Regions from separate parts of the Mus musculus genome. Here all the other regions are linked to region 5. A link is a contact called in public Hi-C, HiChIP or PLAC-seq and capture Hi-C data. All regions are on one chromosome and are shown on one strand. Each heading gives the region's core, a stretch centred on a gene start, on an enhancer-like site or on the middle of the called end of the contact. The rest is flanking DNA. Distances are from core to core; before and after follow the strand shown.

Region 1 (3,034 bases), core at 405-2,904, 460 kb after region 5:
GCAGGGACAAAAACAAAAAAGAGACTGAAGGAAAGTCGGTACAACGGCCAGCCCAACTTGGGATCCATCTCATGGTGGGGGCACCAAGGCATGACACTATTACTGATGCTATGATGTGCTTACAGACAGGAGCCTAGCATAGCTATCCTCTGAGAGGCCCTACGAGCAGCTGACTGAGACAGAAGCATAGACTTACACCCAACCATTGGACTGAAGTCAGGGACCCCTATGACTAAATTAGGGGAAAGATTGAAGAAGCTGAAGACGAAGGAGATTCCACAGGAAGACCAGCAGTCTTAACTAATCCAGAACCCTGGGAGCTCCAGAGACTGAGCCACCAACCAGGAGCAAGGCCCCTGGCACACATATAGCAGAGGTCTGCCCAGTCTGGCCTCAGTGGAAGAAGATGAGCTTAATCCTTGAGAGACTTGAGACCCCCAGGGAAGGCTCGGAGGCATGGAGGAGGGAGGGAGAGCATCCTCTTGGAAGCAAAGGGAAGGAGGAATGGGATGAGAAACTGTGGGAGGCTGGGGGTGGGGAGCAATGACTGAAACATAAATAAATAAAATAATTTTTTAAAAAAAAGTTTAGAGAGAAAAAAGTGAAAAGATCTTCTAATCAAGTAATCAGTTAGCCTAATATATCCTAGAATTAAACCTGCTGTAAAGGCTGGAGGATTCTACTGTCCATTTCCTATACAGTTCTCCAGGATTAAGCATACATATTTACACACACACACATGAAAGCATTGCCCTCCCTGCCCTGGGTCCTGGTGTGAAGGCAGCTTGTTAAATCCTCTCCAGCTGCTTCAGCCCCTTTGTCAACAGTCAGGTTCCCCAGGGACACTTTTAGAGCAAATGCACAGCAGTGTTATAAATTGGCTCAGGTCCATGAGGTAAAAGGAGATGGAAATGGGCTAGAAATGGGCTAGAAGGAACATGTTTTCTTTTTCAAACTTACTGGACAGCGGGGGGTTAGTTGATTTGTTCTTAAAGTAGCTTAAATAAGTCCATTTTTACATAATGGCTGGAGAAGGTTTGGGGTGCCCTTTTAAAGGAAGGCTAGCTTCTTTCAGAGACCAGAAATATCCTTGGGCAAATGGGCACTCCATTTACTGTGAATAAATTCTTCAAAGGGTTATTCCATAATGGAGGCTGAGAAATAGCCTACTCTGCACATTAGTGTTCCTTGCAAAACATGTAAAGACCAAAGCCTAGAGGCAGGTGGGCAGGGATGGCTCCAGAAGTTCTACAAATGAACAACCTGGAGGTGTCCCGTTAGTTAGGGGGGGAGTTAGGGCGTAGGGCAACTAGCGTGAACCTGCACTTGCAATGCAAACCTATCCCTTTTATTTAATTATATCACATGCAGAGAGTGGACGCTAGGTTCCTCATAACCACTCCTGATGCCACATTGGGGCAGGCAGGAGAGCCAAGGAAAGACAGCCCTCTAGGTCCCAAACTACAAGTGCAGCTCTGTAAACAGTAAGTATCAAGAGAGAAACATTTAAAGTTGGTCCCACCAATTTGATTGCTGTGCATTTTAACCATTAGCCAAGAAAACCCAACAACTAAAACAAGTTTGAGAAAGCAAGCCTTCCCCCATGGGAAGAGTCAGGCATGCAGCACACCAAGTGTCCCATCTGGTGCACTTAGCTTGGACAGGCAGGCCAGGTTAGGGGGCTGGGCTGATCTGCTCTGGTCTGAAAGGAGTGGGAGGATGGAACGTGGAAATGACAGCAGCCTCGGGTGCTGCTTTAAAGGCCCCAGAGAGGACAAGAGAAGGAGAACTCCTGGGAAAACACACATGCACACATGCACACACACACACACACACACACACACACACACACACACACGCACATGCACATGCACACAAAAGCACTCACTCATGCACACATGCACACACAGGAAGATGGGCCTCTTCTACAGGGAACAGCAGCCAGGATTCAGAAAGGAGGTCCTAGGAAAGCCAAAGGGAGTATGGTCAGACAAACCCAACCTGGTCTGAAGAGATCCCCCGTGACTATTACTGCTGATTAGGTCAAATTGGATGATAAAAGATGGAGAATGACGTTGGAGAGATGTCTCAGGGGTTAAGAGCTCCAACTGCACTACTGAAGGTCCCCGGTTCAAATACCAGCAACCGCATGGTGGCTCACAAGCATCTGTAATGGGATCTGATGCCCTCTTCTGGTGTGTCTGAAGACAGCTTACAGTGCTCATATACATAGAATAAATAAATAAATCTTAAAAAAAAAAAAAAAGACTGAGAATGAGTAAATGACTCCTCTGGAAACAGAAAAATCCTAAAGTCTACAGGCTAAGTGTGATTAACCAACCGTGTTCACATGCGTAGCTTTGGAAAGCACTCTTGGTGCCCACACTCATCCTTGATGAGGCTCACACACCATCCCTGTCTCTCCCCGCCTCCTCTGACCTGCTCACAATTGAGCAATCAATCTTCAGGGCCTGCTCACTACTCTTCTGTGTGACAGGTTTTATCTTTTTCAAAAGTGAAATTTGGCCATTAATATAAAATGCTGTTCTCCTTACAGAGTGCTCCTGCTCTGGGTAGCAAGCTATACCATTTACTCCAGTGTCGCACAGGATTATTAGAACAGAGACGACAGTCACTTCCCCAGGATTTGAAGAGCATCATTTGGGGGAATCCCAAACCAAACTGCTCTCTTTAAAGTGAGTAATAAGCTAGGCATCAGTGAAATTACTTCCTGAATATAAAAAATGTTTATTTAAACGAGATTTTTATTTCAACAATAAATGCACTTTCTCTCCTGAGATCAAGGCATTTTATTACAGCTATTAATTCTCACAGTTCTTTCATAATGCCCTGATGAGATACAGAGAAACAGAAAGAATGAAGTCTACAGTTTAAGATTTGAGTCATTTTCATTTCAAATACCATCAAATGTCCACACGCCTATGGCTACATAAGCACAATACCAGGTAATGTGCACACTCCTATGGCTACACAAGCACATATTTATACAAAGACACTTGTGCTTTCTCTCACT
Region 2 (3,223 bases), core at 339-2,838, 490 kb after region 5:
AGGGTCCCCTGCTGATACAGTTTGGAAATAAGTCTTCTGTGGAGTCCCCTTCCTTGACTGGAAGCTATGCTTCCCACAGACGCACCAGGGGGAGGCAGCACCTCAGAGAGCTTGTTAGCCAGAACAAGGGGAAGCAGACACCCGAAAAACAAAGAGGCCACAGCTGCAAAAATGTTCAATTCGATGATATTAAAGCTACAAAGAAAACCTCCTGATGATCCCAGATGCAGGCATAAAGATGGGGAAGGAGAGCCTTCTGGAAAGGGCAGGTATAGCTGTCTACTAAGTCTCCTCATAAGAGAGTAACTGCTCAGACTGTGGCCCGGGTGTCCTCTGCAAACTCCAAAGGGAAGGGTGACCACCCAGAGGGTGCACCTCGCCATAGTCTCTGGAGGCCTCAGCTTCTGCCCCTGACCACTGACAGTGATACCTGCTACAAGCCCATCTGACTGGACACTCAGGATTAAGCTTCCCCACAGGTGTGGCTTGCTGACTCAATGACAACAGGAGACTATATGCCATGCCCCCTCAAAAAAAGCAACAGCAGAATACAGCTGCCATTCATCACCGTAACATTTAAACTCAAAGTCCTCCCACAAAACACAACTGCCTGCTCTTTTCTAGAATTATCAGGAGGTGGCCTTACAGTTTACAGTTGCATATTTGATACACTACTGTCCCACAAACAGAAATTCAGGAAAATTCAAAATGCTTGCCAAACTATAGTCTACAACCAGGTAGCGCTCAGCACTCATTTCTACAGCAGTATCCCAAGATGTGTTAAGCTTCAAAACATAATTCAAAAGCAGACAATAAAAACTGGTACTACAGGCATCTGGCATCTTAAAAGTCTAAACACATGGACAAACATATGTTATTCTGTTCAAGAGCATTACAAGACCCAAACACAGACATGTATAACACCTTCGGGAAGCTGTGCTACAAGCAGTTTCTTGTTTCTTATGGACAAAAACCGGCAGCACCAGGCTGCACTCATTAGCCAGTCACAGTATGTGCAGCTACCAGAAGGCACTGCCCTGGATATCTGACCTGTCAGTGCTTCTCATTTGGGATAAGCAAGCATCCCAACCAGAGGGACACATATGTTAATTCCCCACATAACTGACAAAGGTCTCCTGCATACCAAGTGCTGTGTCAGCTTCTGAAGATGCGGCAGCAACAAGAGGGCAAAGCAGAGGCAGAAGCCTGGGCAGAAAGGACAGGCTCTAGGATTGAAAGGTGCCAGGTGTGGGGGAGGGGCACACTGAGTGTGTCTGTGGAGATCCAGCAGAGTCAGGCCTCAGGCACCAGGCCCCAGGCCTGAACATGTCACATGACAGGAGAAAAAAGTGAATGCCCACACTGGAGCAACAAACTCATAAAATGCCTCCTGCATCAGTCGTGTGTCAGCTTCACTGCCTTCAACATGCATCCTTTCCAAAGCTGTCCTTCCCTCACTTGAACTGAGAAGAACACAGCACCCATCTCTGCCTGGCCCAATGAGCAGGCCCTCAAGCCATTCACCGGGAACCCTGTAGGAGGAACTGAGCCATCTTTGGAGCTCGGCAGTCACTTCTGCTGCCTGGAACACCTGCTGGTGATGAAAAGCAGGCTCTGATTTGATGGGTACCAGCTGCTGAGAACAAAGCACCCAAGGTAATCATGACTGCAAAATTGCTGTCTAATGAAAAGCAATACTATTTGATGGGCTGTGTGCACTTCCAGGAAACCAGAGGTCGGCTTTCCTTTTAAAAGCAAACTACGTGGATCCCTTCAGCACTCCACCCGCTCCCACAAGCCTTCTTCATTTCTATAGCCACTTAGAACTCTCTCACACCTGCTACAAGTCCGGGATCTTAAGCAATCGCAAGTGCCTTGCACTGCCAAGGTTGAGGGAATCCATTTGCTAGCTGCTGTTGTAGCCTCCGGTGCCGCTTGAAGAGAAGTCGGTGTCTGCTCCCTGCTCCGCCCATGAGCAATGCTCGGAAATTCGGCACAAATCTCTTGTTTCCTTCAACTCTGGGTTTCATTTATGAGGGCTGGAAACTAATGTGATTTTTGGCTCATGTAATGAGAAAAATCTTTTTATTAAAACACACACAAACTAATTCCTTTTTCAAAGCAAACAAAATTATTTTCCACATTGCTTTAAAAGAAAATTAAGTAGACAAAGTACCATCACAGAAGCATACCAAACTCTGATAAAGGAAGACAGTAAGTGGGAAGGAGACACTACCAGGGGGGTGATGACATCACTGGGTGTGGGAAGAGAAGCATCTTTCTTACCAACACATTTCAAACAATTGGGATGGCCAGAAATAACAGAATACAGGATGCCCAGTTAAATCTAAAGTCTAATTACAAGGAACATACACTTTAAACTTCTTTGCTGTTGGGCTAGGGGCTATGACTCAGTGAGAGCAGTTACCTAGCTGATGAGAGGGGCTAGTATTGTTCCTAGGACCTCTCCACGCAAGGGATTAATCCTTGTTGATCTGAAATCAAACTTATCCAGGCAGCTTGCAACCCTACAAATATATATGGGTACTTCTCTGAGAGGTGGGCGTGTCCTCAGAATCTCTCTGAGAGTGGGCTGTAATTACTAACGTAAGTCTCACAGACCAGAATAGGGGAAGGGAAAACAGTGGCTTCCCAGTGGATCAGGCCTGCGCTGCGTGTTCCAGGTGAATAACACACAGAGCTGTCAAGGGGGAATGGAGGGCACTTCATCTTGGAGATCCTCTCCAAAGCTAGAACCTCGTCTACTCATAAAAAGAAAGAAAAATCCCTCAGACACTGCACAGAGTGTCTGGCCACCAAACTGAGGCACTGCCACAGACAATGAAATGTTCTGTGGTGGCCGAATGGGCCCCAGAGCAGAGAGAGGACATGATGGAAAAACTAGTGAGCTACAGCTAGTGATATACCTTCTGTCCACTGCTCAATTCTATGCTGTGGAAGTATAAGTTGGTAATAATTACACAGAATGGATGATGGGTGTGTGGGAACCCTATGCACTGTTAATAATATCCCCATAAATCTAAAATTACTCAAAATAAAGTTTATTTTTTAAAAAAATCAAATAGACCCACCCACCTGACATTCTTTCACTCACTTCTCGCAAAAGCTAATCTTGGTCAAAAAAGGAACCTTTACAACCTTCCCATCTCCTGCCCTATAACTGCCCAGGTTACAAGTGGACTGTGAGTTCTGGTTCTTACAC
Region 3 (3,326 bases), core at 535-3,034, 340 kb after region 5:
AAAAGTCACCTGATCTAGCAAATCACTATCTCACCATGCTATGCCCTTTTCCACTTTGCAACACCACAGAAAAACCCCTATTAGATGGTAATAATATTCCACTCAATGTTCTTAGAATTCCAAGCCTTTGAATCCATGAGTCAAATAAACCTCTCTTCTGAATAAAGTACTCAATCTAGGGTATTTTATGATAGCAGCACAAAGTAGACTAAGACAAAACTTGTGCTTGATCATAAAAATTCTGACATAACTTTCATGTGACTCTCAGAGTGCCTATATGGCACATATTTAAAGACACTTCCAGACCACCTGTGAACCAACAATGTGCACATTCTCAGAAGGAGACCAAATCAGCTACAGCAGGCTTCATGCCAATCCTAGAAAACATGCAACAAAAGCTACCAGGAAGGGAAAGAAACCCTGGTGTGAACTTTGATTATTAAAATGTTCAGTGCACAAACTCCAGATAACATTCAATTCTTTAGAAATGTCTCAAAGACACCTATGCAGCCTGTCTTCAGGATCTTGCTGGTCCTGCCTAGAACAGTGATGGTCAATACCAAAAGCTTTCTATGAAACAAAGGAGGGCAGAAGTTCTACAAGGATGAATGACCCTATCAACTGGAGACATGGCAGAATGTACATTTTCCCCAAGCCACACCCCCCTGAGCAGAAAGTGAGGTTCCCATCATCTGAACTTGAGCTATAAGGCTCTGGACAATTCTGCTACATGATCTGCCCTAAGAACTACTGATCTTGACTATCAGGCCCTTCAACTTCCCTGGCATTGAGTCTGTCAAAGGTTACACTATGCCAAGTACACCATCCCTCTATTTGCTGGGTTCCACACATAGGATATATGTATGTGTATATATATATATATATATATATATATACACACACACATAAGTACATGTATAGACAATTACCAGCGCTTAAGTCCAAACACCAGAACCACCCATCCAGCTCCATGTGGCCCTCGCCTTGACATATGAAAGTGTAGGCCCAGCTAAGACAATGAAAGGACAAAGGTTGCAGGTGTTGCACTCCAACACTTTTTACTATTCCGGATCCCAGCAAAGGTACACATCAGCAGGAAATCAATCGAACTTGAATAGGAAGAATTTGAGTAAAAATATTGGCTATCGTTTCCTTTAATCTTCAGTTAAAGCATGATTGCTACTCAACATTATTATAAGCCAGAAGTCTTGATCTTTCCTGGGTATTCCCACATGCTTAAATTTTAGCCCACTCTCTGAAGATCCTCTCCAGCTTCTGACTAAGGAGAACTTTGCCTCTCACTTTAAACTTGCCAGCCAGGAAAGCCTTCTGTGGGTTTATCTTACCCACAACTAACTCTGTGAAGACAGAGTCAGGGATGATGAAGACGGTATCTGCAGGAAGCCGGGCCGATCCCAGGTACATGTCCCCGGCACCATTCTTGAGGTCAATGGTCCACTGCAGAATGGTCTTCCCATCTTTGGTGATGTCAAGCTGAAAGATGGCATTCACTTTCTTTACCAGTTGGGCTCCCACTTCTTTGATGTGTTGGCTAATGTCCTCAAATACCGAAAAGTTCTGAAAGTCTGACAGTTTTAGAGCCTGCGGCAGTGCCGACTCTGTGGCCGATCCCAGAGCCAGAGACTGGCAAGTCTGAGGCCTATCCCCTGCTTTGATCTTCGCTTGAGGATCAGGTCTCTTCCACATCTTACTGTGGTACTCTTGACCTTGCCATCTGCTCTGTGAGTGGCTGTGGCCACATTAATGGCTACAGGTCAGATTGTGACATCAAAGGCAAGGCTCAGGCCTCAGGCTGAGGCTAATGTGTGTGCTGCAATCTCATTGGCCAAACAAATCCTAAAATATGACGTAGGGTGGAGGCTCAGACAAGCTATTGTGAGGCAGAAATATGCCACGCCCTCCCCCCCACCCCCAAGTACTACCAACACCAGATCAGACCAGACTAACTAGAACTACTGGCGCCACAGGGCCGAAGGAGATCAGGGAACCTGGCCCCAGAATGGACAGCTCTATCTTTCCAAATCAGGCTCCCCGCAGGTTTCGGAACTGGCTGAGGGAACAGTTATTCTGATTTCTTTAAAAGTACCTAATGCCTAAGTCACAAATCCTGGTCTTAGCTGTGGGTTTATCCGCTCCCTAGCAGAGGGGGAACCAGAATTAAAAAGAGGGAAAAGCAAAGACGGAAAGATCTTCCCCACGCAGAAGAGCCTGCTGGCCTCACGTGGTAATTATGTCACCACAGCCCCTGCTCTGAGCCATGGTGATGAATTCTAAACCAAGTGTGGTGGCACACACCTTTAATCCCAACACTTGAGAGGCAGAGACAGGTGGATCTCCGTGAGTTCAAGGACAGCCTTGTCTACAGAGTGGGTTCCAGAACAGCCATGGTGTTTCTCAGAGAAACCCTATCTTGAAAAACCAAAAGATGATGATGATGATATAATTCAAGCATTCTACATTTGTTAGCACACCACACTTAGTTTTCATTACAACCCATGAGGTAGGCACTCTTTTGTCCCTGTTGAATAGATTTAAAACAAAACTGTGGGAAGTCAAATGATAGGAAGCTAAGCTAGTGACTACCACGGCTGTGTTTGAGCAGAAGCAATATTAACTCTAGAATTCTATTTTTTAAAAATGCCTGTATATCCTGCATCCAGCTTCCCCAAATGTTAGCGTCCCACATAACTGCAGCATGAGAATCCAACAGAAGAAATTAACATTGAGAATTTCTTGATGTTGCTAATTGAATAGAACCAATATATGAGTTTTGCCTGTTGGCCCACTAATAACCGTATTCTGATCCAGAGCCTAGGTTCTGGCCTGGGATTCAATACTGATTTTGGTTTGTGTGTGTGTGTGTGTGTGTGTGTGTGTGTGTGTGTGTGTGTGTGTATGTGTGTGTGTGTGTGTGTGTGTGTGTGTGTGTGTGTGTGTTTCTAGTTCTCTGAAACATGTAGTAATTCTTCAGTCTTGTCTATCATGACTTTGACAGACTAGAGAAATCTGCCAATTATCCCACAAAGTGTCTTTATTTGAGATCTGTCTAATGTTTTTCATTGGTTGAGTTGAGCTTATTCACTTTCTTAGTTGTGCGATTTTAATCCATAGGTGATTTTGTGTCCTCCCCATGCAACATATCAGAGGAACATGATGCTATGTCTTTTTTATTTTCTGCTGGCATTCACCTTGACTGATTAAAATTGTTGCTATTAGAGTTGCTGGGTGGTTGTTCCTGCTATTGTTTTGGGGGCTGGTGTGTGTGTGTGTGTGTGTGTGTGTGTGTGTGTGTGTGTGTGTGTGAT
Region 4 (2,904 bases), core at 24-2,523, 450 kb before region 5:
CAAAAGAAACCTTTTTTTCCTCTAAGTTAGTTGTCTCTGCTATTATAGTAATATCATATCATATTACAGTCATGCAAAGCTGATAAATACAATGGATTTGACAGACACTGAAAGGATTCTGTTTGCTGCTCCTATCTGTCCACTGAGTCAGTGGATAGGGTAGATATTAAATATTCAGGAATTGATATATTTTTTAAAGTTATGTGAAAATTTTTACATATTTCACTCTTTTACTTTTGAAGCTAAATTTAAGATCTTTTAAGTCTTATGCCTCTTATAAGTTTAGGTAAATGTATTAAAGGCCCTAAATATGTATATTACCTATGTGTAAATGTTTCTTATATATGTATGTACATTCATATATAGAGTAGTTTCATTTAACCAGTTTAATATAAAATGATTATTTAAAAAACCTTTAACATAAGCAGATATTTAAATGAGTCCTGCCTAGTGCACAGTAGGCAAACACCAAATCAACTGAGCTATACCCCATTGGTGCAAGCCTTTGATCCCAGCACTCAGGAGGCAGAGGCAGGCAGATCTCTCTGAGTTTGAGTCTAGCCTGGTCTAAAGAGCGAGTTCCAGGACAGCCCAAGGGCTATACAGAGAAAGCCTGTCTTGAAAAACCAAACCAAACCAAATCAAACCAAACCGTCCTCCCTGGAAAGATAAGAAACTGATTTTAAGAGTTATTTGGAGCACAATTTCTTTTCTTGTGGTTGCCTGGACTTCTAGTTCTTCAAAGAGGAGACCACGAGCAGTTGGGAGTCAGATAAAGGCCATTTTTGTTTTGTTTTGACTTCTTCCTAACGTTGACAAGAGGGAGAGGGAGAGTGAAAGAAACCAGAGCCAACAGGGATCATTGTGAATGCGCTGCAGTTTGTCCATGGAGCGGGGGCCCAGCTGGGCTAAGGCGTGTCGTTACTGCTTTTCTTGCCACGGAAGATCAATGACCAGCACAGAGTCACTAATTGTTTTCTATAGAAGTCAAGTCACATTATCTGCAGCACTTCTGTTTAGAGCAGGGGAAGTCATCTGGAGGCCAGAGACTAAGTAAAGATTGAACTACAGGAGCAGAGGTCCCACATCCATGCATCGTTTTGAAAAATAAACATTGGGCAGGGAGCAGAGCCGATGTCTTTAAATCCCAGCACTTTGGAGGCAGAGACAAGTGGATTTCTATGTGTTGGATGCCAACCTGATCTATGCATAGAGTTTTAGGTCAGCCAGGGCTATATAATGAGACCCTGTCTCCAACAAAAGCTGGGTCAATACTTAATTCTAGTGTCAGTTGGAAAGAGTGCCAAATGATGAGCCTACCCAGGCCTAAGGGAGAGGGGAGGGGAGTGTTTGAAAGCCAATGCAAATTAAGAAGCTCTAGATGTGGGCTCTGGTATGGTCAATATCCCCCACCCCTTGGCTCAAGTATGTGCCTGTCACCCTGGCTGTGCTCTGAGGAAGCTGGCTGCATGAAAGGCAGCATTCCTCCCCACAGGCTCCTATGGTGAATATATTCAGGTGGCATGAAGCTGCCTTTAAACCTCAGGCATGGCATTTGACTAATTAAAACAGGAGAGATAAGCCAGGAATGATGGTGTAGGCTGGTGATTTAGGCACTTAAGAAGCCTAGGCAGGAGGGTTTGGGGTTCAAAGCTAGCTTGGGTTACACAGTAAGACACTGACTAAAAAATATCAAGAATTAGATGTAGGCCAGGGTAGAGCCCTTACCTAGTATGTACAAGGCTCTGGGCTTACTCTCCAGTGCTGAAAAAAAAAGATGAATTATCTAGTTATTTAAAATTAAAGTGCAATTTAGTTGGAAATGTCATTAAGGCTATATTATTATTCTATATCGTCAGACTTATGTGCAATGCTTACTGACCTCTAAACCCTATAAGTTTATGTACATAGGCATCTGAGGTTTCACTTAATGTGACCGTAAGACCCAAAGCCGTCTGAATTGTCCCTGAGCAGTGGCATGGCCAAGCACTTTCTGGGAAACCCAGATGCTACAATTCTAGGCCGCCTTTGAGAATGAATCTAATGCGATTTGAAGCAAAATGTGTTTGCTCTAATAAGAAATAAGAAAGGGCATCACGTGAAATCTCCATACAGTGTATCTCAGCTGCCTAAGACAAACTAGAAGGAGAAAATAAGCCAAAATGCCAACAGTGGTCTTTTCCGGGCTATGCTGTGGATAATTTAAATTTCATCCTCTGGAGCTGCAGTGTCCCACAGGCAGCTTTAAGATCCATGTGGCTGTATAAACTTAAAATAATTCAGATGGAATAAAATTGGGAAAAAAATTCTTTATTTGCACCAGCCTCCCACCAAGTGCCTCTGTGTCACACATGGCTAGGCTGGTGCATTGCCAGCGCTGCGCTGCAGAAGGGTCTGCTGTGAGCTCCTGTAAGTCACATGCACTGCTCATTCTGAGAAGATAAAGCAAGTGTGCAAGGAAATAAAGGTTCAGGGGAACCAGTCATAGACAAACTCCAGGAGGCGTCTTCAGCATCTGCAGACCTTGCTTGCATTTTCAGGAAGTGACAAGCCAGACTTAGTGAGTTTCAATACAGACAACATTACTGCTCCCAGCCTGACAACAAGAGTGATGTTAAGAGAGGCCCTGGGTCACTCAGAAAAGATGCAGGGAGGGATGGGGTGGGGGTGGGGGTGGGAGGTGGGAGGTGGGAGGAAACCTGTTCCAGGTGGTGGCTGTTAGTTTCTTCTCTCCTTCCTAGACAGACAGCTAAACAAATGAATGAGACCCTTCCTGAAGTTGGTGGGCAAATAAGATTTATCTGGACAAAGGGATGGGGACTGACCTGACATTGGCCATCTCTGTACACTGTTTGCTGTAACCTTTCTTTCTCTACACTGGAGAAGGTCTCAAAGGTAGCAGAG
Region 5 (3,083 bases), core at 231-2,730:
TTATTGTGTGCTTCAAAGCACCACGTATTAGAACTGTGCCTATCTTAACAGTACAGCACATAGCTGTAACTGTTTTACCCCACAATCATTTATTTGTCTGCTTCCCCACAAACCCTGATATTCGAAAAGCCAGGATAAGAAATCATTTTACGACCGTTATTCTTTCAAGTCTTTCCTTTCTGTGAGGTTGTTTTGTTTCTTTTTCTTACACAGCTGCACCCCAGAGTCCAAATTGTTTCCAATGGACAACTGTTTTGAGCACATTTCTCCCCAATGTCTATTTTAGCTCCAAAAAAAGCCAAGGGCAAAGATAAAACCAAACTATCGTGTGTGTGTGTGTGTGTGTGTGTGTGTGTACAAGTGTGTACACGTGTGTATGCACCACCAGCCAAAGCACCAAGGAAAAAGTGGGCAGCATAGAGTGGTCCGCCCCCAGCATCAAGTCGGTGAAAGGAAGCAAGCCAGCCTTGAGAAATGAATCCATGTGTTCCTGCTGAGCAACCCTTTAAGGGAGCATGCCCATTCCTAAACCCTGACTGGTAGCTATCACTTTCTCCTAACGGAAGTAAGTTCCCAGCACCTGTTCTTGGATCGCAAAGATGGCAAGGAGCATTCTCCACTGCCCACCCCACCTGTTCTGTGTGGAGAACACGTGGAGAACCGGCTGTGAGCTGGTCAGCCTACCCTGCATTCCCTCAGTAAGCCAGGAGTACAGGTGGTTGGTTACCTGCACAGGTACTGATTGCTGTCAGAACAACTTTATTACTAGCCTTGGTAGTGAAAGGGTCCCTCCCTGTCACCGCCGCCACTACCAGCCAGGCTGTGGGAAAGGGGCAGAAGGCAAGAGGAAAAGGTCTTCTTGGTGCCCAAGGGGTCACTCCTCCACCGCTGCAGTCCTAGAGCCCAGACCCCTTCCTCCCTAGCCCCGCAAGAGACCGGAGTGTCCCCGTGCCTGTTCGGTGTGGCTGGACCCAGCGCAGCTCGCCGGGCACCGAGCCCCGAGAGCCCGAACTGCTGGAGCCGCAGCGCCCACTCGGGGCAGGCGGCGAGCACTCACCCTTCTGCTCTCGCAGGCTCGACAGCGACCAGAGCAGCAGCGCCACCGAGGCCAGGAAGCAAAGCTGGCTCAGCAGAAGGTCCCTCCGCCGGCGGCGGCTGCGGCGGCGCGCGCAGTCCTGGTCGCCCGGCGGCGGCATCCTCGGACAGCCGGGCGGCGTCCCTGGCGGGCGGCGTCCGCTCGGGTCGCGGGCGGCCGCGGCGGGGACGGCGGCAGGAGGCAGCCCTGCGCGCAGCAGCCGCGCGTCCTCGCTGCGTTCCCACCCGGCCGCCGCCTCCTGCTTTCCCTCCTCCCGGCCGCTGCCGGTCTCCACGCCGTCGCCCTCGTCGCTATCGCTCAGTCCCTCCTCCCCCGCCGCCTCCTCCTCCTCGCCGCTCGCCCGCACCGCCGCCTCCCTGCGCTCGGGGTCCCTCTCCTGCTCGCGCGCCATGGCTCCCACGCTCCGCGCCCGCGTTCGGCCTGGGGCGGCGGCGGCGGGGGCGGCCGGGAGGCGGGGGCGGCGGGGGCGGTGGAGGAGGAGCGGGGAAGGACCGGCGAGAGGAGGGCCGGCCGCTGGCCACCCGAAGCAGGCCCTGACCTCAGGCTGCGGGAGTGCAGCTCGGGGTCGCACTCCAGTGTCCACGCGGGGGTGGGTGGGTGGGGGACTCGGAGCCGAGCGGCGGCCGGAGCGCGCCAACAGCTAGAGTGAGCGCAGCTTCCCGTACCCCACGGTGGGTCGGCGGCAGGGGGGCTGCGCACGGGAGGGGGACAGCGCCCGGGATGCTATGAGTCGCTGGCCAGCACCGCGGGGAGGGGGCGCAGGGAGGAGACTGGGCTGTGGAGGGAGCCCGGTGCACAGCCCTTCAACCCTTTGGTGCCCAGAGAAAGAGGCGGTGCGGTGGGGGAGGCCCGCTAGGCGGGATGTGGATAGACAGATCTCCACCAAGGAGGACTGGCCTGAAACTTTCAGAGAAAAGAAGGATTTCCTTGGCCCTCTTCCATCCGTTGCCTTAAGCTAGAGCGTCTAGAGTGTGCTAGGTGGCCAATTCCTAGCCACTGGTCCTGCCTCCTGCCGCTGGCCTCAGGGGTTCCCCTCTGCCCCCTGGTGGGGATCCCGGTGAGCCAGGCTCAAGTCCTGAAACTGGCCTCCTGGGGGGGTTTGGCTTATTAGGGTTGTCCTGGCTTCCCCCTCTGGCTAGGGTTCACATTTCGCTCTCTGAGGAGCTGAAGCAAGTCCAGTGTGTGGCTGAACCTGAGGGGGCCCTAGTAAGTTCCCTAGGAGGGAGACTCTTGGCCTTCTACAAGGACAATCAGTCCACCCCTCCCCCAAGATTAGAGCCCTAGGCCCCAACTCCCTAATTCGAGTTCTTCTGCCCCTGCCTATTAAAGATGTAGAGGCTGACATCCCCACCCCTATCTGCAGTACCATTGAAAAGGGCACCTAGTGATCCCAGGGGTTCACTCCCAGGGGCTTGGACTTCCCTAGCCTCATCCCAGGTACCTGCCTGCAGGATGGAAGACACACGACCCCAGAGGAAGGGAAGAAGAGATGTGTTTCCAAGTGGTGGTTAAACTTAAGTCTTATTCCAAAAGGATGGTCCTAGAAATCAGATATATGTTTGGATGGCTCTTGGGCCTGAGCAATCTAGCCCTCGGGAGTTGGGAGGAAGTGGGGAAACTCCATAGAGACTTCTCCCTGCCCAGGTCACAAGGGACCCACAGGATCAACTGTGAGTGACCTTCCATCCCATATAGTGTCAGATGTCCCCTGACAACATCTGGAGACATGGAAAGTGATCACAGGTGGTTTGTTTTCTGCTGAAGAGCAGAATTTGCTTTCCATGTGTTTATTCCCTCCCACTCCTATGTTGGCTGCCCCATATCCAGAGCACCTTCCCTGCAATGGCTAGGTGAGTCTTTGCTTAGGTCACCAGGTAACAAAGGAGGAACGCAAACTCTTCAAGTTCATCCAGATTGGAGCATCATGGAGAATTCTCCAATTCTGTCACCACTATCAAGCCTTCTTGATAGTGGTGACCCTTGAGGA
Region 6 (2,881 bases), core at 266-2,765, 510 kb after region 5:
GCGTTCTATGGAGGTGTGGTGAGGTACGGAGGACCAGTCACACGATGGAATGGTATAGAATAGAGTTTATTCAGGGCATGGGTAGGGGAGTTAAGAGGGTAGCAGAGGCAGAGAAAGGCAGAGAGGGAGAGAGAGTAGAGGAGTAGAGGAGTAGAGGCTGGCCACAAGCTCATGAAGAGAGAAGCGGGAAGGGAATGGGGAAGGGGGAGGAATGGGAGGAGCAAGTGGTACCTTGGTAAGATGAATTTTCATTGTGTTACACCAGTGAGATCTCGAGGTTTGTCAGCTGTAACAGCTAACATTTCTAACATAATTCCAATAAAGGTATATCCATTCAGCAAACCATTAACCTTGAACTTTTAGGACAAAGCCCTATTTGCCAAGTTGCCAGACTATAATAAAATCTTCCTAGGAGACTGAAAGTATCCAGGCCTCCCTGGTTTGTAAATGTTTCCTTTGTTAGCCTAGAAAATACAAATAAGCAATATTTATGGATAAAGATATCCTCTGAGACAAACTAAATACCATTAAATATGGGAAATAGTCAACAAAATGCTGTCCTGAGGTCCCTCCCATTCCCCTACCATGGATTCTGACCATCTTCTTCTAACTGGGCTGCAGTCACTAATGTTTACAGCCCTGCCACACACAGAACATTTAAAATGTGCATTTTGGACAACTGATAATCACTGAATCAAGGGTGAATCTGTTACATTATCCTCTCTACTTACGTGGGCTTCGAGGTTTCTATAGTACAAAGTTAGAAAGATAAGTACTCAGAAAAATTGCTATAATTAAAACAGACTAACCCTTGTGATAAACAGAAATTATTGCACTCACTACAAGAAGCAAGAAAACTAATTCAGACAGAGAAAGCAATTGGGCTAAGGCATCAGAGGTTGGAGTAGGCTGCTAATGGATTAGCTCATTAGTCTACTATCACCGCTCACATAAACTCTGTGGTTATCGAAGCTATTTGTATCTAGATTAATTTACCAGAGTTCATGACCTTGTTTGAAAAACAGGCACACCAAATTGGAAACATTCACATTAGATGTTTATTCTCTAGACTATTATCGACCCTAAAATTCTGGATTCTTGTTTTGTCGTTACAGAAATTATGCTGAAAGAGGATTATCACAACATAGTAAACATTCTTATAACCAAAAGCACCCTTTAAAATAAGCTGCCATTTTAGATTACACATTAAAATGAAAGGCAGAAATGTCGGCCATCAACACTCATTTCTTAAGTCATGGTTACTTTTTTAAATAATAATGTAACCCGACCAAAAGAATACCATTAATACTGATTAATGCTCAAAAAGGGAGGTTCTTTTAATACCAGGAAAAGCTTTTGTTTATACATGTATAAAGCTGAAGGCTTTAATTTATTTAACCTTTCCCTCAAGCATTTTTCCAACCTGTCAAATACAGGCAGTATTGTCAGCAGTGTGAATGCATGGGTCCTGGGAGCTGGCCAGTGTGACTCTCAGGACTCTGGCCCAGAGGGACACAGCAAAGAGGCTGAGTGCTGACGAAGGTTCTGCAGGCAGATGTTGAGGGACTCTCTCGGCCTCACTCAGCCTTTGCAGAAAAAGGCCACACAGAGACCTGGCCACCTCCTGTGCCTTGCAGGGAAGTCAACTATTCACATGACCAAATGGCAGGAGCATAGAAATATCATGGAGTAGCTGACTCCTGGAGCTTCAAGTGCCACTTGCTGGCCTGAGCAATGACAAGATGCTAGTGTTTAAACAGACCAGCTTCACTGTGAACAGAACAAGCTGAAGAAATCTGAGCCAATGTAGCTTCCGTTAGAGCCCATCTCTCTTACCTAATAGCTATGCCATGCGACCTGGGCCTAGGCATTGACCAGGATGCCTGTGCAGGTCTGGTGTATGGCTACAAAGCTATGAATCCTTTAAGCTGTTAGTTCTCCCATCCGACTTATTAATAGCCATGATCTGCTCTTTAACAATGCCCTCCTCCTTTGGGCACAGTCACTTCATTTAAAAAAAAAAAAAAAAAAAGCTTAAAGTTATAAATTTCTCCAAAACAGCTCCCTAACATTTGACTTAAAAACAGAAAGGAAATGTGGGGAGGAACACCAGAGCCATTATCCAGAGAGAGAAAGCTAATTAGCATTTTATGAGTAAGAAGCTCATTTTTAAAGTATGCCATTTGTTTGCAGCTTATACTCTTCCTACATTAATTATAAGCCACTAAGAAGTAAAATTATTTGGATTTCAAAAGCTTCTTTAATTCTTGGAGTATTCGTATTTCATACTCTGAAGTCAAACTCAACAACTATTTTCATACATTAATATACTTTAAATTAACAGTTAAGTTCAAAGGAAGTTAATTTATGAATCTTCTAATTATTCTTCAGTTCATTAAGTAGGATGGGATCCAGCTACTGTCTGCTTGTTAAGAGCCCCACACATGGATGGTATACCATTCTTGCTTAAAGAAGTCTCAGACACGCTAGCAAACTATTTCTTTAAGAATGTCGGTCGATTCATGTTCCCGAGCACCTCCTTGCTCTAAACCCCATAAGCTCAGGTAGTCCCTGGGCACATGTGAGCGTCTTCACAACTCTTTTCTGAATCCCATCCAACAGTTGGCTGGGAGTTGGTTCAACTGGGAGAGGTGTTTGCACTCAAGTCCTAAGTTACATCCCTGAACCCCATGAAACGGTAAAAGGAAAGAACCAACTACACAAAGTTGTCCTCTGATCATATGCATGAAACACACATACACATACATGTATCATCATGTGAGTACATACCATCATTATTTAATAATAAATTACTCCTAGAAAAAGCCTACCATTTTCCTTGTTATTTTCAATGATACCCAGCATAGTTACAGACTTCTGC
Region 7 (2,922 bases), core at 414-2,913, 310 kb before region 5:
TGGTGTATGTATATACGTTCATGTGCATTCAAATGTATGTGCATATGTGGACACAAGGGTGAGTCTGTGGAGGCCAGAGATCCATACTTCATGTCTTCCTCTATTGTTCTTTTGCCTTGCTTTTTGGCTAAAACTGGATGACCAGTGTGAGCTCTGGGAATCTGCCTTTATGCTCTGGGTGACAGACATGTACACCTCTGTTTACAATTTTATGTTAGTGTTGGGGAATTCAAACCCAAGTCCTCCCGCTTTTGAAGCAAACATTTTACCACCTGAGCCATCTCCCCAAACCCATGTTTAATTTTTCAAATTGTGTATGGAAGTCATATATTGATGGCTTGTCTTATACCATCTGAAACAATCTCATCACCTTCCTCTTTGCTGATTGGCAAGGGAAAAGGAGCTTTGGTAGTCAGTGGTTTTGAGACTGGGCGAGGCAGATGGCTCACTGGATAAAATGCTTGCCATGGAAGCATGAGGATCTGAGTTGCAGCTCCCAGAACCCACACAAAGCTGGGCACGGTCACACAGCTATGCAATCCCAGCACACTGACCACGAGAGGAACTGAAGATAGGAGATGTCCCAGAAGCTGGCAGGCCAGATAGCCTTGTGTATGCAGTGTCAATCAAGAGACCCTGTCTTGAACAAGGTGTTAAGCAAGGAGTGACACTTGAGGTTGCACTCTGACTGCCATAGCATGGTATAACGTGTATCTCTGTTTCCTGACATACATATATACATACACATTATAACACACACTTACACACACACACACACACACACACACACACACACACACTTTAAAAAGGGGTTTTGGGGTTGAATTCTGTATATTCATTGTGCCTTCTGGTCATGAATAACTCTTAGCTCTGCTGTGTCAACTTTTACCATAGAAGAATAGCACACTTCATTTGGATGGATTCACATTGGATTGTTAACTTGAAATACAGTTGAGGTAGAGACCTATTTAGCTCTCTATCACGTTCTTGTGCTTCCTTAAACATGGGATAAAGATCTCAGTGAGAAGTGGTTACCCAGACACACAAATGGTAGTCCAGCATCCCTTGTAGTTAGGAGTGTCATGTGGCTGAGTTATAACTAGTCAAAAATGAGCCAGCAGAAGTGATGGGTAACTCCAGGCTTGGTCCATAAAGTGATTTTTCATATCATATACTTTCATGTTTTACTCCTAATAGCTGTCTAAAAGGACTCAGTAAATGCCAAAAAGTGCCACAGTAGTGAACTAATCCCATTGCCTTAACATGAAATCACCTTCAGAGAATAAAAGAATGAAGGAAGAATAATTCTAAAAGCACCACAAATAGCTGGGAATTCCTTTTTTATGGTGTTGTGAGGGTCAGGAATGGATCATGCCATAATTCCAATATTGGTTCTTTTGCTAAAGTCTGCAGTGATAGCTACAAAGATGCCCTAATTCCAGGCTGAGCCCAAAGGAGACTCTAATTAGAGACAGTTGAGAGCTATAGCCAGGGCTGAGGGTTATTAGAAATCATGAATCTTTCTCTTGCCAGGGCCCTGGGACATCATCAAAGGAACTGCACTTTCAGCATCTGCATGAGCTACAGGCTCAAGGCAGGGGAAGGCTGGGAGGTCTTGTTTTGGTCTGGTCATTCACCCAGCTGCTGCTGTGCACAGGCAATTCTTCACTGGAAAGAAAAGAGTGTCGAGTGTGACAGCCATGTGGCTGCAGTCAACTGGGAGACCCTGTCTCCTTACATCGAACTGCATTCATTTCCTTGCAGCTTTACTGAGTTATAGTTGACATTTTATAGCTGTAACTACATAGTTATAATTTTTAATAAACTTATACAATAATGAAACGATGACCACAGTCCTAGAATATTTCCACCAGTTTCCCAATTTCCCCACATCTATTTGCAATAAATTCTCACTTTCAGCCCAAGCTTCAGGAAACCACTGAAATGCTTTGTCTCCTTTCCTTTCTACAAAAATTCAATTAATAGAATCATGTGTATCTTATTTTTTTTTTTTTGGTTTAACTAAGTTCAAAGCTTATGAGACATTCATGCATGATGTATCAGGCTTCTAGCTGGACCCTTGGGCATATTAAGGAAATTAAGACTAATGGGGAGGAGACATCAATCAAAAATTCTACAAAACATGTACAATTTCACATAGTAATCATAGTCACCACAAGAAAGGTATAGAGAGCTTATAAGGGGTATGGCTGGACTTGGATAGTCAAGAGGTGGCTTCAGGTAGAGTATAAACTCTTAGCTGAGATCTTAGAAATGAGAAGTAGATAAGATTCCAGAAAAATGAATATCAGAAGAAATAGGACAGGGGTGTCCATACTCAGTTTCAGGCATAGCAGGTAGGCAGAGTGGGAAGGGATGGGCGATGTCCTCTTAACCTGATACCCTGATAGACTGTGGAGTGTGATGAATCAGAGCTACCCTACCTAGAGGTGAGGTGAGTACAGCACACTCAGAAAGAGCCCCTAGTGCATAGACAGCAGGAGAAGAAAGAAATAGAGTTGAGATACTTGGCTCTCACACTGTCATGCATGCATGACTTCTTGAGATCTTTGCTGAGGATCAGGGTAAAGCCTGAACTTTTGTATTCTATTTAACATGCACATCCGTGGTCCAGGAACCACTGAGAAAATCCGCTGGTAAACTGAGTAAGACAGATGTCGATATTATAGATGGTAACAAGGTTTTCAGGTTCTGTGGTTGCAGGATGGAAAGTTCCAATTTCAGAGCACGGAGAAGCTGTAAAGGAACCAGGCTAGAAGGCAGATGGCTGGAGTTGTATGATTATGACACAAGTATCAGGGAACTGACAAGTTGAAAAGTACCTTAAAAATCACTAGTATGACTGAGTGGAGCAGTACATGCTTACAAGTCCCAGCACTAGGAAAGGCTGTGAGAGTCCCA

Evidence for each region. A called contact is a pair of places that touch in the nucleus more often than the background predicts. HiChIP or PLAC-seq counts read pairs in DNA pulled down with a chosen protein or histone mark. Capture Hi-C pulls out chosen DNA fragments and counts their contacts.
Region 1: a contact with region 5 is called in a Hi-C map of embryonic stem cells, with 2.5 times the contacts expected there. The contact joins the enhancer-like site here to the promoter of Slc24a3 in region 5. A contact is called at or near these places in 2 of 39 promoter capture datasets (frontonasal cranial neural crest and hippocampal neurons), 8 of 484 Hi-C or Micro-C datasets (embryonic fibroblasts, embryonic stem cells and macrophages), 11 of 115 datasets of contacts at active chromatin or transcription factors (SST interneurons, embryonic forebrain, embryonic limb bud and 5 more) and 1 of 9 other capture datasets (embryonic stem cells).
Region 2: an H3K4me3 HiChIP or PLAC-seq map of embryonic midbrain shows a contact between it and region 5, with 5 times the contacts expected there. The contact joins the enhancer-like site here to the promoter of Slc24a3 in region 5. A contact is called at or near these places in 7 of 39 promoter capture datasets (the 3T3-L1 cell line, 3T3-L1-derived adipocytes, cancer-associated fibroblasts and 3 more), 1 of 15 datasets of contacts at CTCF or cohesin (the NIH/3T3 cell line), 4 of 115 datasets of contacts at active chromatin or transcription factors (embryonic forebrain, embryonic midbrain, embryonic stem cells and 1 more) and 2 of 9 other capture datasets (embryonic stem cells and macrophages).
Region 3: a capture Hi-C map of embryonic stem cells shows a contact between it and region 5, with 2.8 times the contacts expected there. The contact joins the promoter of Scp2d1 here to the promoter of Slc24a3 in region 5. A contact is called at or near these places in 4 of 39 promoter capture datasets (cranial neural crest, hippocampal neurons, stem cell-derived epiblast-like cells and 1 more) and 1 of 9 other capture datasets (embryonic stem cells).
Region 4: a contact with region 5 is called in an H3K4me3 HiChIP or PLAC-seq map of neural tube, with 9 times the contacts expected there. The contact joins the enhancer-like site here to the promoter of Slc24a3 in region 5. A contact is called at or near these places in 4 of 39 promoter capture datasets (cranial neural crest, embryonic stem cells, hippocampal neurons and 1 more), 1 of 15 datasets of contacts at CTCF or cohesin (pro-B cells), 2 of 484 Hi-C or Micro-C datasets (bone marrow-derived macrophages and brown adipocytes) and 8 of 115 datasets of contacts at active chromatin or transcription factors (embryonic forebrain, embryonic midbrain, embryonic stem cells and 4 more).
Region 6: an H3K4me3 HiChIP or PLAC-seq map of forebrain shows a contact between it and region 5, with 6 times the contacts expected there. The contact joins the enhancer-like site here to the promoter of Slc24a3 in region 5. A contact is called at or near these places in 5 of 39 promoter capture datasets (the 3T3-L1 cell line, 3T3-L1-derived adipocytes, cancer-associated fibroblasts and 2 more), 1 of 15 datasets of contacts at CTCF or cohesin (large pre-B cells), 8 of 484 Hi-C or Micro-C datasets (beige adipocytes, embryonic fibroblasts, frontal cortex and 5 more), 12 of 115 datasets of contacts at active chromatin or transcription factors (VIP interneurons, craniofacial prominence, embryonic basal ganglia and 7 more) and 2 of 9 other capture datasets (liver and macrophages).
Region 7: an H3K4me3 HiChIP or PLAC-seq map of neural tube shows a contact between it and region 5, with 5 times the contacts expected there. The contact joins the enhancer-like site here to the promoter of Slc24a3 in region 5. A contact is called at or near these places in 10 of 39 promoter capture datasets (the 3T3-L1 cell line, 3T3-L1-derived adipocytes, the HPC-7 cell line and 5 more), 22 of 484 Hi-C or Micro-C datasets (the AtT-20 cell line, the C2C12 cell line, ECoMG myeloid progenitors and 16 more), 14 of 115 datasets of contacts at active chromatin or transcription factors (SST interneurons, VIP interneurons, craniofacial prominence and 10 more) and 4 of 9 other capture datasets (adipose tissue, embryonic stem cells, liver and 1 more).

Annotation. Positions count from the first base shown.
Region 1 is chr2:144,707,276-144,710,309 of GRCm38.p6, reverse strand. The region is part of intron 4 of Dtd1 (D-tyrosyl-tRNA deacylase 1); the gene reads right to left. Among named protein-coding and RNA genes, the nearest start is that of Gm39951, 62 kb to the left of the region's middle. Within about 2 kb of position 1,654, at least 12 of the 459 cell types and tissues checked have an H3K27ac peak or open chromatin away from gene starts, as enhancers often do.
Region 2 is chr2:144,675,411-144,678,633 of GRCm38.p6, reverse strand. All of the region lies in intron 4 of Dtd1 (D-tyrosyl-tRNA deacylase 1), which reads right to left. Among named protein-coding and RNA genes, the nearest start is that of Dtd1, 77 kb to the right of the region's middle. Within about 2 kb of position 1,588, at least 18 of the 459 cell types and tissues checked have an H3K27ac peak or open chromatin away from gene starts, as enhancers often do.
Region 3 is chr2:144,822,124-144,825,449 of GRCm38.p6, reverse strand. It overlaps Scp2d1 (SCP2 sterol-binding domain containing 1), which reads right to left and starts at 1,784. Exons shown (of 1, transcript NM_025490.2): 1 at 1,035-1,784. The coding sequence starts at 1,707. The coding sequence ends at 1,237.
Region 4 is chr2:145,619,365-145,622,268 of GRCm38.p6, reverse strand. The region is part of intron 15 of Slc24a3 (solute carrier family 24 (sodium/potassium/calcium exchanger), member 3); the gene reads right to left. Among named protein-coding and RNA genes, the nearest start is that of Gm52530, 29 kb to the right of the region's middle. Within about 2 kb of position 1,273, at least 11 of the 459 cell types and tissues checked have an H3K27ac peak or open chromatin away from gene starts, as enhancers often do. A contact at or near this core is called in hippocampal neurons and neural tube, where this site is marked.
Region 5 is chr2:145,166,172-145,169,254 of GRCm38.p6, reverse strand. It overlaps Slc24a3 (solute carrier family 24 (sodium/potassium/calcium exchanger), member 3), which reads right to left and starts at 1,480. Exons shown (of 17, transcript NM_001356497.1): 1 at 1,058-1,480. The coding sequence starts at 1,196.
Region 6 is chr2:144,659,620-144,662,500 of GRCm38.p6, reverse strand. All of the region lies in intron 4 of Dtd1 (D-tyrosyl-tRNA deacylase 1), which reads right to left. Among named protein-coding and RNA genes, the nearest start is that of Dtd1, 61 kb to the right of the region's middle. Within about 2 kb of position 1,515, at least 6 of the 459 cell types and tissues checked have an H3K27ac peak or open chromatin away from gene starts, as enhancers often do.
Region 7 is chr2:145,478,507-145,481,428 of GRCm38.p6, reverse strand. The region is part of intron 3 of Slc24a3 (solute carrier family 24 (sodium/potassium/calcium exchanger), member 3); the gene reads right to left. Among named protein-coding and RNA genes, the nearest start is that of Gm14092, 75 kb to the left of the region's middle. Within about 2 kb of position 1,663, at least 1 of the 459 cell types and tissues checked has an H3K27ac peak or open chromatin away from gene starts, as enhancers often do. A contact at or near this core is called in neural tube, where this site is marked.